Regions from separate parts of the Anser cygnoides genome. Here region 1 is linked to region 2. A link is a contact called in public Hi-C data. All regions are on one chromosome and are shown on one strand. The core of a region is the stretch at or near the end of the contact, and the rest is flanking DNA. Distances in the headings are between cores, read along the strand shown. Region 1 overlaps LOC106029742 (a long non-coding RNA gene). Region 2 has its middle 61 kb from the start of TMEM63B.

Region 1 (6,163 bases), core at 2,582-5,081, 180 kb before region 2:
CTAGATTTGGTCCTGGCAGCTTACAAACCTGTCCTAGAGAGGGTGTGGTGGTTATGGAAGTCGTGCTTGAAAGCAGCAGTCCCAGCTGCTTCCTCGATGGTGGAGCTGCCAGTCTGACTTTGCCTTTGCATGGACCTCTTCAGAGAGGTTTTTGGGGAGGGCCACATCAGAGGCAAGTCTCCCACAGAGGTGGTCTAAGAGTCCCTTGGTCGTATCCTGGGGCTTTAAGATGGACCTGTGTTCTGTATTAAACTTATGAAGAGAAGACATAGGATTTAAATAGCATTTATTCAATTTCTTTGTGTGATTTTTTTTTTATTTGGTGAAATAAAGCCCTTTTCTCTTTTGTTTTATTGAAAACACACCCACAGCAGGGTCTCTGAAACCAGGCAGGGCTGTGCTTGGCAGGTGCCCATGGGGTAGCAGGATGCACTCCAGCAGGGTTGCTCCTTGGGTGCATTCTGTGGTTCTCCATCCCCACTTTGTCCGGTCCATCATCTCACATTCACCAAGTGCCAAATAATATTTTGGAGTCCTGGGCTAACCCTTGCCCCTCTCTGTCAGGCAGCTGCTGTGAGACGGGTATAGGTCTAATTCTGTCCTCCAACCGCATCCTAACAGGCCACTCCAGATCACCGTTCCTGCAGGCTTCTTTGAACACATTAAATTTCCACCAAGCAGGATACACTGAAATGGTTTCCCCCTCTGCAGGGCCACAGGAGGTAGTGCCAAGTTACTGCAAAACTGTGCCTGAGAGTGCTCATAACCACATTGCGCCTAGAGGGTCCTGATCTGAGACAGATCAGTCCCCCCCATGCTGGGCTTTAGCTATATAAAATATATTTATTAACAAGACTGTCCCTGCCATCTGTGTGAACAAATGATGGGAAAATATTGTGACTACTAAATATTAAAGAAAGGTGTTTCAGTTCATTCATTGCTGAGCTTTCAGTGCCCAAGTACAGCCATAAAGGAGTAGCTCCTGTTGAAAGTCAACTCTCTGCTTTCATTTGGAGCTCGTAGTGATCCCAGCTTCTGTGGTGGGAATATCCTACATGGGAATCAATGTGTGGCACACCAAAGGCTTCTCTGATAGAATATTGGACTCCACTCCAGCACTCCACAACGCCTATAAGGACCCCACTGCTACTTGTTGCAACCTCAGTTTTTTTGGACAAGTTGCATTTCAGCAAGGTCAATACCAGGGCATCATGCACCAGGATATAGGAATAGCTTCTTGCTTGTTTCAGTCATCTGAGTTAAAGGGCTGTGACCTGTTAGTACAGCTCAAAAATATCTCTGCCTTTGGTTCTCCAAAGTGGATTGAAAATGGATGTGCACGTAACATATTTTTCCTTACCTTTTCCTTCAGGGTCAGGATAGCATATTTCTGTAACATCTGGTTATACATTATACGGAAAGGCAGAGAACTGCTGCACTGTCTAGTCATGTCCCATCCTTCCCCCTATCCATGGAGAAACTTTGGATGTTCATTGCCTTTCATTCCTGTACCTCAGTCTTTGCAAACATCCTGGTGACTAAAAGCTGTCTGTGGGAGAGGGAAGCAGCTCTGCTAGGACATCACACATTTGCCTGCAGTAAGGGAACCACATCCTTCCTGCTGCATAAGGATCTGAAAGCACGTGCATAACTAGCACAACACAAGCATCCCCTGAACATTCAGTTTGTGTCCAGTATCAAACCTCAGAGCAAGTCAGCATGGGCAAGGCCCCTGAATGATGATAGATGGCATTCTTTTGCCATGAAAACAGCAAGAAAGCAGCAGTCAGAAGCCATCAAATCTCTGCTGAATCACTATTGAATGCCATTCAGGCTTAACACAGCACCTGGAGCAAGACTTGTTGGCTGTTCAGAGCTGGTATGGGAACTGGCTCTGTGTGTCAGTAAGCGGATGGCCCACTAGCCCCATACCTCTAGTTCAGGTGATGAATGCAATTGGGCAAGTTTCTGCAGGAGATCTTTGCTCTTCTGCATCAACAAGGGGAAGGATGCAATAGTTGTGTTTGTTCTTAAGGGTGGTCCGTGCTCAGTGGAGGTTGGGGAATGCCAATGGGGAGCTGTGCAGCAGTTTAATTCTGTGGAGATGGGTTGGAAAGGTAGGCTGCCATGCTCTGATGGTTGTTTGGGACAAATCACAGCTGGAGCAGACTATGGGACCCTGGAGATTCAGTGCTTTCGGGTAGTGAGTAAGATAGAGCTGCGTGGCTCCTGCTGTGATGAATTAGCACCACGTAGCTACCCACTGTTCTGGGAAATTATTCGTATGCATCAAGGTGTAAACAATCCCTTCCTGTAGGAGGAGCCCAAGAAGGAAGCTAGGTGTCGTCTTGTTCTTCTCTCAGAACTGGGACTGGTCCATACAGGGGTCTGAAAGCAAACTGAGGGTGGCTCAGTTGAGATAAGGCATTTGTGAGGCTTACTAGAGAGAGGAGCATTCAGAGGACAGAGCAAGCCTTGTCTGTTGTGGATGCCTGTCTGGCTCCTGCATAAACAGGTGTATTTATTTAGATATGTTAATATCCTTTGCTGCAGGGAAAGCAACCAAATCTGAATGCTCAGCCATTACCTGCTGCAGGGAAAGGGTGCATGCAAGAGGAATGCGAAGGGAGTTCTTGCTGCCAAGGAAAGATGAAAGGATTTTACAAATAGAGGTTGAAAAAAACAAGTAATACTGGAGACTTTATCCCCACATAAAGGAGACAGAGCCTGAAGTGACAGAGAGTCCCCATTGCTTTCTTAAAAACACAAGGGCAAAACGAGTGGCTGAGCAGGAAGTAAGGCAGAAAACAAGATCCTGTAAAAACTGCCAGCAGTTAGGGAGGGAAGAAAAAAATCTCGAAGTACGCAAATCAACTTTGATTTGATGCTAACCCCAATGTCACACTATAGAGGGATAGGCTTGCAATAAATAAATAAAAAAAGGGCACCCAAAAAAATGAGCCTGCTCCGGTGCTCCCACCTCTCTGGGTCCATGCCAGACTGTGAAGTTCACTTTCAAAGGCAAAGCTGACGCGGAGACATTTGACAGGACTCATGCTTCTAAATCACATGGGTGCTTTTGTAAACATTACTTCTGGGTGTACTTAATATCTCCACTATTAATCGGGTTGCGGGGAGTTAAAAGCCCATTAATGGCATTAACGAATGCTACTTAACTGTGCTGAATTGCAAGAGCAAGTTTAGGCAGAGAACAAATACAATGTGACTTTGGAGGAGCAGAGAGCCAGGCAAAAAAATAACATTTTCATCTAGGGGATAAAAACCAAACAAACAGAAAGCAAACACCTGTTAATCAACCCAAAACACACAGCCTATGAGAAGGCAGGAAACCTTTGGCAGGTGATAGTGAGAGAACTTGTGAGTGTGTTGGTGAAAGCCAGATGTGGGGCTCAAGAAATGGAAGGCAGGAGGTGGGCCGATACGTGGAACAGATGTGATAAGATCTTGGCATGCAGTATGGCTACAAGGACGGTCAGTGGAGTTTGGTCTCGCTGGCACAAAGCGCGCGCAAAACACAACCAGGAAGTTACAATCTTGATCCGAAATCTGTAGCATACCAGGCCAGGGAGGCAGTGATAACCTGGATGGTGTTCCAGCAAAGTGACAGCAGGGACTGAGGGCCTGGAGGGATCAGCCATGTCCAGGTTTTTGAAGACTGCAATGGGACAATGCCCCAAACCTGCTTGGTTTGGCTCTGTATTGGCTGACTGTGTTTATGGGTGCATGTTAATACCTGCTTGCACTTACTGGTTTCTGAGCAGCCAGGACAAAGAATCTTTAACATGGTGCTTGCCTGTTTGTAAAGGTTTAAGGGGGGGAGGAGGAATGGGGTTAAGGGAAAATTTAACCTGAATATCGTGGGGAAAAGGTTAAACAAATAAGTGCACAAGAATATGAACATTTCCTCCAGATCTTTGCCTGAAGCTTTCAGAGGAGGTAACGTGGCATGTATCTCATAAAGTTCAATTCTGTATTGTCACAGAGGACAGGTGGATAACCAAGTTCTGCCTTTCTAAATATGTTAACTGCAGAGTATTTCAGATAGATAGACACTCGTTTCTGTATTCTCAGTGTCCTTATTACCTCTTAAAAATGACATTAAAAAAACACTGTGGCTGGAAACATGAAATGCTCAGAAATGGGAAGTGCTAAAATCATGATTGTTCATGCAAAATCATGATTCTTCATGCAATTCAGCCTTCTATATGAATCTGCATTGTGTTACAGTCACAGAATGGTCACTGTATGGGGTAGATCATCACTGAACTCACTGGGTAACTATTCAGAATTTTTTCTTACCCTCATCACTTGACCTCAGACCTTGTTTACTAAACACCACTTAAGCTTTGCATAGAGTGCAAACGGATTACATTTCCTCATGGGTTTTTCTGTGACACTTTCACTCCAAATCTGAGCAGTTCACAAACATGAAGACATTTCCCCTTACTGCAGACCTTGCGAAAAGAGGAAGGAGCTAGCACCACTTCCATCTTACTAAAGTGGAATGAAGACAGAGAGTTTAGAGATGGGACCACTAACTCTGTCTGGCTGTTTGATTTACAGCTACATGAGTTTGCTTTTTTTTTTTTTTTTTTTCAGTGTTGTATATGTTTAGACATTGGCATGTTATTTAAATCTGCAGAGAATTTACCCTCCAAGCAACTATTGTGAAAGACAAAACTGCAGATATATAACAAAACCAATTGTGTTCTGTGAATATGAGAGCTGAGCACTTACTGAGAGAAAAGGACAAGGAAAAAAAAGAAAATTATTGAGGGGATCAGAGGGAGAGTGGGGAGGGAGAATGGTGTGTGGACGAGAAAGTCTAATATTGTAAAAGGCTCATGAACAAATGAAATGAGCACTGGAGAACATCTTTGGGCAGGACATGGCGCTAGGAGGATAGAAGAAAGATGATCTAAGCAGGACCTAGGATACCCTTGTTAGAAAGTTTTGATACTAAAGCCACCTGAAATGGAGAGGGAATCACAGGCAAATGTGTGATGGCCTGATACGAACTATCTTGGGAGGCAAAACACATCCCTGACTGAAGAGAGGGGGAGTGTGGGGGAGAGAATTTCTGCCAGGATTTTTGCCAGGAGTGGCCAGGATTTCTTGAACCTCTAGTGCCAGGGACTCCCATAATTTGGTGTTGAAGGCACAGCTCCCAGCAACCTCGCTTGCAATGGAGATCGCTCAGCACTTTTGCCAGTCTGGCCCCAGGTGTCCATAGCTTGGCAAACAGAGCGGGAGGTAGCAGCCAACTGTGAAAATGCTTATTTAAGTGACTTGCCAGTAACACACAGGGACTCAGTGAAAGGAGCAGGCCTAGCTGAATTAATGACCAGATCATGTCCGCCTCCAATCCCTTTCCTAACTTCCTACACACCCCTCAGCTTGGCAGTAAAGGATGCAGGGGTCCTCTGGGAAAAATCCAACAAAACTGTACGTGATCACGCCATTAAGGACTGTACTATAAAGCAGAGGCACAAAGGGGAGAAATTAATGTTGTATGGCAAATCTCCGGACCTGTATTTCCTCACTGCACTGTGCAGTCGTAGTGCAGTTTTAGCATAGTTTTCCATGTGTAAGCCTTGGCTTACTGGGGGAATCACTACAAAGTTTCAGTGCTTTCTTTCTTACCCGTCAGAGAGTGCACAGTGTGGAGACGTGCTGACCTTGGCATTGGTCACCACGGGAAGGGGACCTGGAGATCCACTGCCCTCTGCCACCAGAGATGACGGGAGAGCAGTAGAGACAGGAGCACACTGGGCTTGTTCTCAGAGCCTGGGCAGCCAACGGGCATTGAGACTCCCCAAAGGAGAATTTTCTATGGCTTGAATGCACCTTCTCTATCACTTAGATCCTGAGCGATATTCCCCTGTACACCACGGTGCTCCCTTCCTCGTCTTACCCCTTCTCTCACTCACACCACCCCATCACTCATCTCTGGCTAGTGCCTCATGCTTTTTTCCACTCATAGCCCCCAGCTCCTTCCAGTTTGCATCTCTGCTTACCTCTCTTTCCTGGAAGGCAGAGTAGGTCCAGGCTTCTCACAGCCGGAGGACTCAGTAGCAGGGGTGGATGAAGCAATTCCCCTCAGTCCTCATGTCCCTGTGCAGGGGCACATGGGTGCAACTGC
Region 2 (5,801 bases), core at 1,361-3,860:
GGAGAGGGTTTCTCCAGCAGCACGTAGGTGCAGCAAGGTGGGCGCACAGCAGTGTGAGAGCACTGACATGGGGTGGCGAGAGGGGATTTGAAACCAGGACAGATATGCCAGAGCATCTCCGGTGAGCAAGCCCCTGGCAGCTGGGGAGAAGAATCAGCATTAGAAGGCAGTGGTCTGGAGAGTGGTCCCAGGGCTGAGGACTGAGCTGACAAATGACTGTGTCCTCCTCCGATGGCTGAAAGGTGATGTAGCAAACCTTTGCTGCGCCCCTCTTCCCATACGTCTGGAGCAGCTGTGAAGCAGCTGGCCATGCCGACCTTCCAGTGCCGCCTCCAGACTACAAAAGTTCAGAGCCCTCTGGAACATCTGAGAAGTGACTGTGTTTCGTGGTGCCCCTGCATCCAGCTGTTTGCACGCCTGGGCAGACCCGCTGCCTTGGGACCCATCTGCTTGAAGACTTCACTGTGTGGTTTTGTTGTCTCTTCTGAGCACTGGGATTTTTTGGAAGGCAAGGTGGCAGCGCCAGAAACGAGGGCCAGTCCTTCCAACCACAGCAGGCCAGCCCTGCTCAAGCCCTGCTCGCAGCTGTGAGCTGTGACAGACTGTAAATCTGAGGGCTGGAGTGAGAGAACAGCTGGGTGGCCATCAGAGAAGGCTGGGAGGGGAACAATGACGGGGGGAGAAGCCGCGAGCTGAGAGCCATCACGGGCACTGCCTGGCGTTGGATCAGTCCTAGGAGCTGGCAGCGTTCAGCAGATGCTAATCCCCTCTGTTGGCAGTTCCCAGCCATCAGCTTCCTTCAACAGCTGAAGGAGGAAAAAAAGTTACTTGATCCCAAACGTGAAGGAGCTGATGTGAAACATAACTTTAGTTTGTTTCTGAATTGCTTTAAAGTATAAAAGGGGAGGGTAGAAGAGGGAACTGCAAATAAATACACACCAAATATTCACTCGAAATAATAAAAACTCTTCATTGACTCACGTCCCCTTTTCAAACAGATTATTTGTCTTTGAGTTTTCTGCTGGAGGCTCCACCAGCCCGTTGGGTAGCTTTGCATCTGTGTGCAACCCTCCTGTAAAGAGGGGCTGGAGCATCCCCTTGTACAGACGAGGAACCTGAGAGCCTCTGCTCTTGCTGCAGATCTGTGGCCGGGTACCGAGTCCAGATCAAAAGATCCCAAATGCCTTAGCTGTAAAAGTCTCGTTGTGAAATCCTTTGTTCCAGCTGTGTCTTCAGTTGTGTAGTGCAGCTCTGGATTTGGTGGACCACCCTAGAGCACCCGTTCCCTCCTCAACCCAGAAGTGAATTTAATTGCTGAACAGGGCACGAACCCGAATCACTTGCCGGGGTCGCAAATCTTCCTCCAGAAATGTTCATCAGCTGCAGAGAATACGATGCCCGGTTGAAAATTGAATTCACGGTTGGGAAAAACCAATCCTCTGATGACTGACCGTTTGCATCACAGCTGTCTTAAGGGTGAGGGAGGCTAGGGACTCGCCGTGCTGCACACTTGGGGTAGGAAGCAATCCCTGGCTCAAAGCTTTCCTGTTCACGCAGGGTCCCACGAGAGGAAGCCCCCCGCACGCCCTGGCATGTATGATGTGACTGGAGGCACAAGTAAAGTGGCTTCTCCAATTCTGTGCTTCAAATCCAGCCTATTCAAGTGCAAAACTGAAAACTCCTGAGCCCCAACCCTGTGCCTGACCTGTGGGAAGCTCCTGCCTCTCTGATTTCCCTAAGCTTTTCAACTGGACCAAGTGTGCAGCATACGCCAAAAGAGCCCAAGGGCCAGCTAAGGTTCGGTTCAGACCCTTCCCAGCACAAAGTGCAGCCTTTCAGGGCAGGCTGCTTCCTTAACCAACTTTTTCTTTGGTTTGTGTGGTTTTTGGGGTGGGTGTAGGGTTCCCTCCCTAGATCTGGGAGCCATGTGGTTGCTCTCAAAGCTGCAAAGTGTGTCTCACAGGCCCCGTTCCCTGCACACCTAAGGAAGGAGCTCTCTGGCTGGTTTTGTTTCAGCTGCTCAGAGGCTGAGGGAACACCAGCAAAACAGGGCAGAGCTCAACAGAGAATAAATTTCTCTAGAGGAGAGAGGGAACCGCAGACGCCTGCCCTTCTATTCCTGTTTACCTTTGCTTTCAGGAGGTCAATTGAATTGTGGGCATAAACTTACACTGCGGTTTGCAAACTGATACTCGCCAGAAGAGTGTTCTGGCGTCACAGAACATTTTGTGTTTCGGTTTCTCCTTTCCTAGCTCTTTTACGGCTTCATAATAACTTGCAACATATGTATCACAGAGACTTTATTTACACAACGTTTTCAAAGCATCACAATTAAAATTACTTTGCAGAATTCCCGTGAAGTTGTCCTTCATGCAGTAATGACCAGCAACCGGTTTCAAACTTGGACTTCCTCGGCTTCTTCTTTACGTTATGCCTGCAGGATTTCTTCACAAGCACAGAAAATTCGTAGTCTTCATTTGTGTGTATGCTGGGGTTTGTGCAGTGTGCATTCACTTGGCCTCCATCCACTCCGTAACACCACCTCCTCTTGCGCGGTGCACGGCCACCCCATGACCACCCCGTGGAACCCATCACTGCGGGATATCGTGGGAGGCAAACACCCAAAGAGGTCCCAACAAGGCTCCAGGCAAATTTCTGGAGAAGCCTCTTGTTGTTAAATACAACGGTCTAGCCAAAACTCCATCTCTGGACATGTCTGCCATGCTCGCTGGCAGAAGCCAAGAGGGTCCACAGGAGGAAAGATCACCCCGCTGAGGTATGGTTTTTATGCTGTACCCCTGAAGTCAGGCTTTTAGTTGCTCTCCAAGTCAGGAGGACGAACTAGGTGGACTTTTGATCTGACCCAATATAGCACTTGGTTTAAATTTACACTGGCTGAACGTCAAGCCTGGTTTCTAGCATAGCGTGTTGTGCAATCCTTGCTCTCATTGCTCATGCTGTGTCCACCATCCCACAGGGGTTAGTGAGTTTGCATCCCGGGGAAAAAGGAGAGTGCTTTCTGACTGCAGTCACGTTTGTCCCACCAGGCCTTGCCCGAGCCTGCTCCAGAGCTCTTGCCCAGAGAATTGCTTACGCATATTTCCAAGCAAGTGCTTCAGTTCAGCTGACCTTAACTGAAAGCTGGAGGGAGGTTTTTACCAGCAATGTCCATGCGGTGTGATGGCTCTCCCCTCATTTTTTTCATTTGTCTTCTGTTTGTTTTTGTTTTTGTTTTTGTTTTGATTGGTTGCTTGTTTTTGTTTGTTGTTGTTGTTTTTTTTTTCTTTTCTTTTATCCACAGTCAGATGGGTCCTGGGCTTTAACACAACCTCTCTAATGTTCTCTCATCCCACAGAGAAAATACCAGGTGGTTCAGTCCTGATGTAAAGCAGAAGGGCTGCTAGCACAGGCTCACAAGTCAGAAGGAGTTTTTTGCTGCCACAGGCTGGCCTAGAAAAAGAGTCAGTAGGCTCAAGAAAAGTTCCCCTGCAAGAATGGTGTGTGTCCTGTTCTTCAAATCCCCTTGTCAGGCCCTGAAGTCAAAGGCAGCCTCTGGGAGCACTTGGGGCTGTCAGGATTTCTCTTCACCCACTGCCCAGGCGATTCTGCTGCAGAGCTGTGCTGTCGCATTTGGTGGCAAGTTTGTATTTTTAGCCTCTTGAGATCCCTTGCTTTATGCAGCAATCCCAGATATCCTGGATCTGGAGCCTGACACACTCTCGCCCAGACACAATAACACTTACCCACCACTTACTTTCCACTTTCCTCCCCGTCAAAACTGCCTTGTCGGAGCCAGCAGGTACCACGTGCTGGTTCCTTAAATGATCTAGAAAAGAAGATACAACAATACAAGAAGGATGTGCAGTGAGTTAAGGAAGATGTATAAGGAGGTAAAAGTGATGCAAGTGCCTGCTGGACGTGAAGGGACTTGAGGAAGCCTGGGGAGACACCCCTCAGATGCTCAGTGAAGATCCCAGTTGCAGGAGGAAGCCCAGGGTGGTGAATACAAGTTAATGCAACCTGGAGCCCTGTGGCTTGTGGGCTTTCCAGGGCTCCAAGAGATCTGTAGAAATGCTTAGGATGGAGGTGGACACCACGTAAAAGGGCCTGGGAAAGCACACTGCTGTGGTCCCAACACTTGTGCATCACCCAGCATGCAGCCCCGGCCGCCAGTCCCGTACGAGATAAGGCAGCGAGGACAGCTGGGGGCTAGCTTCTGTCTGACAATACCCCAAAAATGCTGGGATACATTGCCTCAGAAGGAAGAAGAGCAAGAGAGGCTCGATACGAGTGTGCTGATGGTCTCAAGGGGGGCAGCTGGCAACACCTGCCCTTTCCCTCGTGGCCACAAAAGCAGCGGAGGAGAAGTTCAAGGGTGGGGAATTCCAGTGGAATAACATACATTTTAGCACCAGCCATGAACTTAGCAATACTCAGAAGGGGCCTGGATAGCTAGAAGGCACAGGGCCATTGCAAATAGCACTAAGTTATGCAATTTTTGTTCCCATTCTTATTGCTGGCTTCTGAGAGCCGGCCTGGGGATTTCAGTGAGTTTCCCTCTAAGGGGAAGGGGGGCATGCTGTCTGCCTTAAGTTAGCTCTGTACCATCAAGCCAACTTCTGTAATTTTTCATGCAGTCAGCAAGGCACAGGATCGCTGTAAATAATGACCATATGTGTCAGAAGGGTATGAGCTATCCTGCTCCGGGGCCTGTCTTTGGCTGCCCATTGACTGAGCTGCTTAGCTGGATCGGACACCCGTGATGGAGGGTGAAGGGAGGAGATGTGCTTGCTCCACACTTGCCCCCTTTCGGCCCTGACGCCTTCCTTAGGATCCAGGATCTCTACGGACTGTGCATTGAGCTGGCCTGGGAGGGTCAGCAGCCACGGGGGCTGCTCAGGGTTGTCACCTCCCGCCCATCTGGGGACCCCAGAGAGGCTGAAAGCTTGGCTTTGTAAATCAGGTGCTATTTTCCTGTGGCTTTCTCTGAGCCGTAGTCGCAGCCCGTCTAGTCATCAGCAGCTCCAGGCTGTCACACAGGCAGAGGGGAAACTGCTCATCACACATCAAATGTTAGCTTTATTTGTGTTTTTGGTTTTTATGCAATTTTTTTAAAGTGCAAACAGATGTCATGGGATTTTTATCTTCGTTACCTTCGTATGGTTTTTATCCCAATTAAACTTGTAAAGAAAAACATGCATGCAACCGAGTTTTTGTTCCAGCAACTACAAGAAGCCCCACAAGACAGAACAGCCCAAAGCCGGGTAGCCTGGATGCACAAAAAGCCAAAATACTCCAGGACTGGACCAGACTGGGAGTCTTAACAGCTCAGGCTGATCCAAGCTATGGAAAACTGCCTCCTTTCATCGTACGCTCTTATTCCTTCGTTCACAGCTCAGACCACCTTTGTGTGTAATTCCCTCCTCTCCCCTGGAGACCTGCCTGCCTTTGGTGGATGTTGTGTCTGCCCAAATCACAGCCCCCTCAGGGCAGCCCCATCAGCTGGAAAAGGCTCTTAGCCGCGTGCTGCGGACACGTGGACCAGGGCGACGGGAGCTGGTGGGCATCAGAGAGGCCGTGGCGAGTCTGGCTGACCAGGCAATACATCTGGTAGACAGCCCAGAGGTAGGCAGGGGATTTGAGGAGAGCTGGAGGGTGTTGTAGGGGAGGGTATTGTATGGGAGGGAGTTTCAGCATTGCAGTGCAGTTGCTGAAAGCTAGGCTTCAACAGCTCCGCTGCTCCCAACAGACTTCACTTCACTTACCCGAGCTCCTGTCTCAGAGCAGCGGCTGCAGCTGTA

What was found. Hi-C and Micro-C count contacts between places; a contact is called where the count stands out from the background.
Region 1: a contact with region 2 is called in a Hi-C map of liver, with 5 times the contacts expected there. The contact joins two enhancer-like sites. A contact is called at or near these places in 2 of 7 Hi-C or Micro-C datasets (both in liver).

The regions. Positions count from the first base shown.
Region 1 is chr3:34,171,064-34,177,226 of Taihu_goose_T2T_genome, reverse strand. The region is part of intron 2 of LOC106029742 (a long non-coding RNA gene); the gene reads left to right. Among named protein-coding and RNA genes, the nearest start is that of VEGFA, 88 kb to the left of the region's middle. Within about 2 kb of position 3,831, at least 1 of the 3 cell types and tissues checked has open chromatin away from gene starts, as enhancers often do. A contact at or near this core is called in liver, where this site is marked.
Region 2 is chr3:33,989,435-33,995,235 of Taihu_goose_T2T_genome, reverse strand. No RefSeq gene overlaps it. Among named protein-coding and RNA genes, the nearest start is that of TMEM63B, 61 kb to the right of the region's middle. Within about 2 kb of position 2,610, at least 1 of the 3 cell types and tissues checked has open chromatin away from gene starts, as enhancers often do. A contact at or near this core is called in liver, where this site is marked.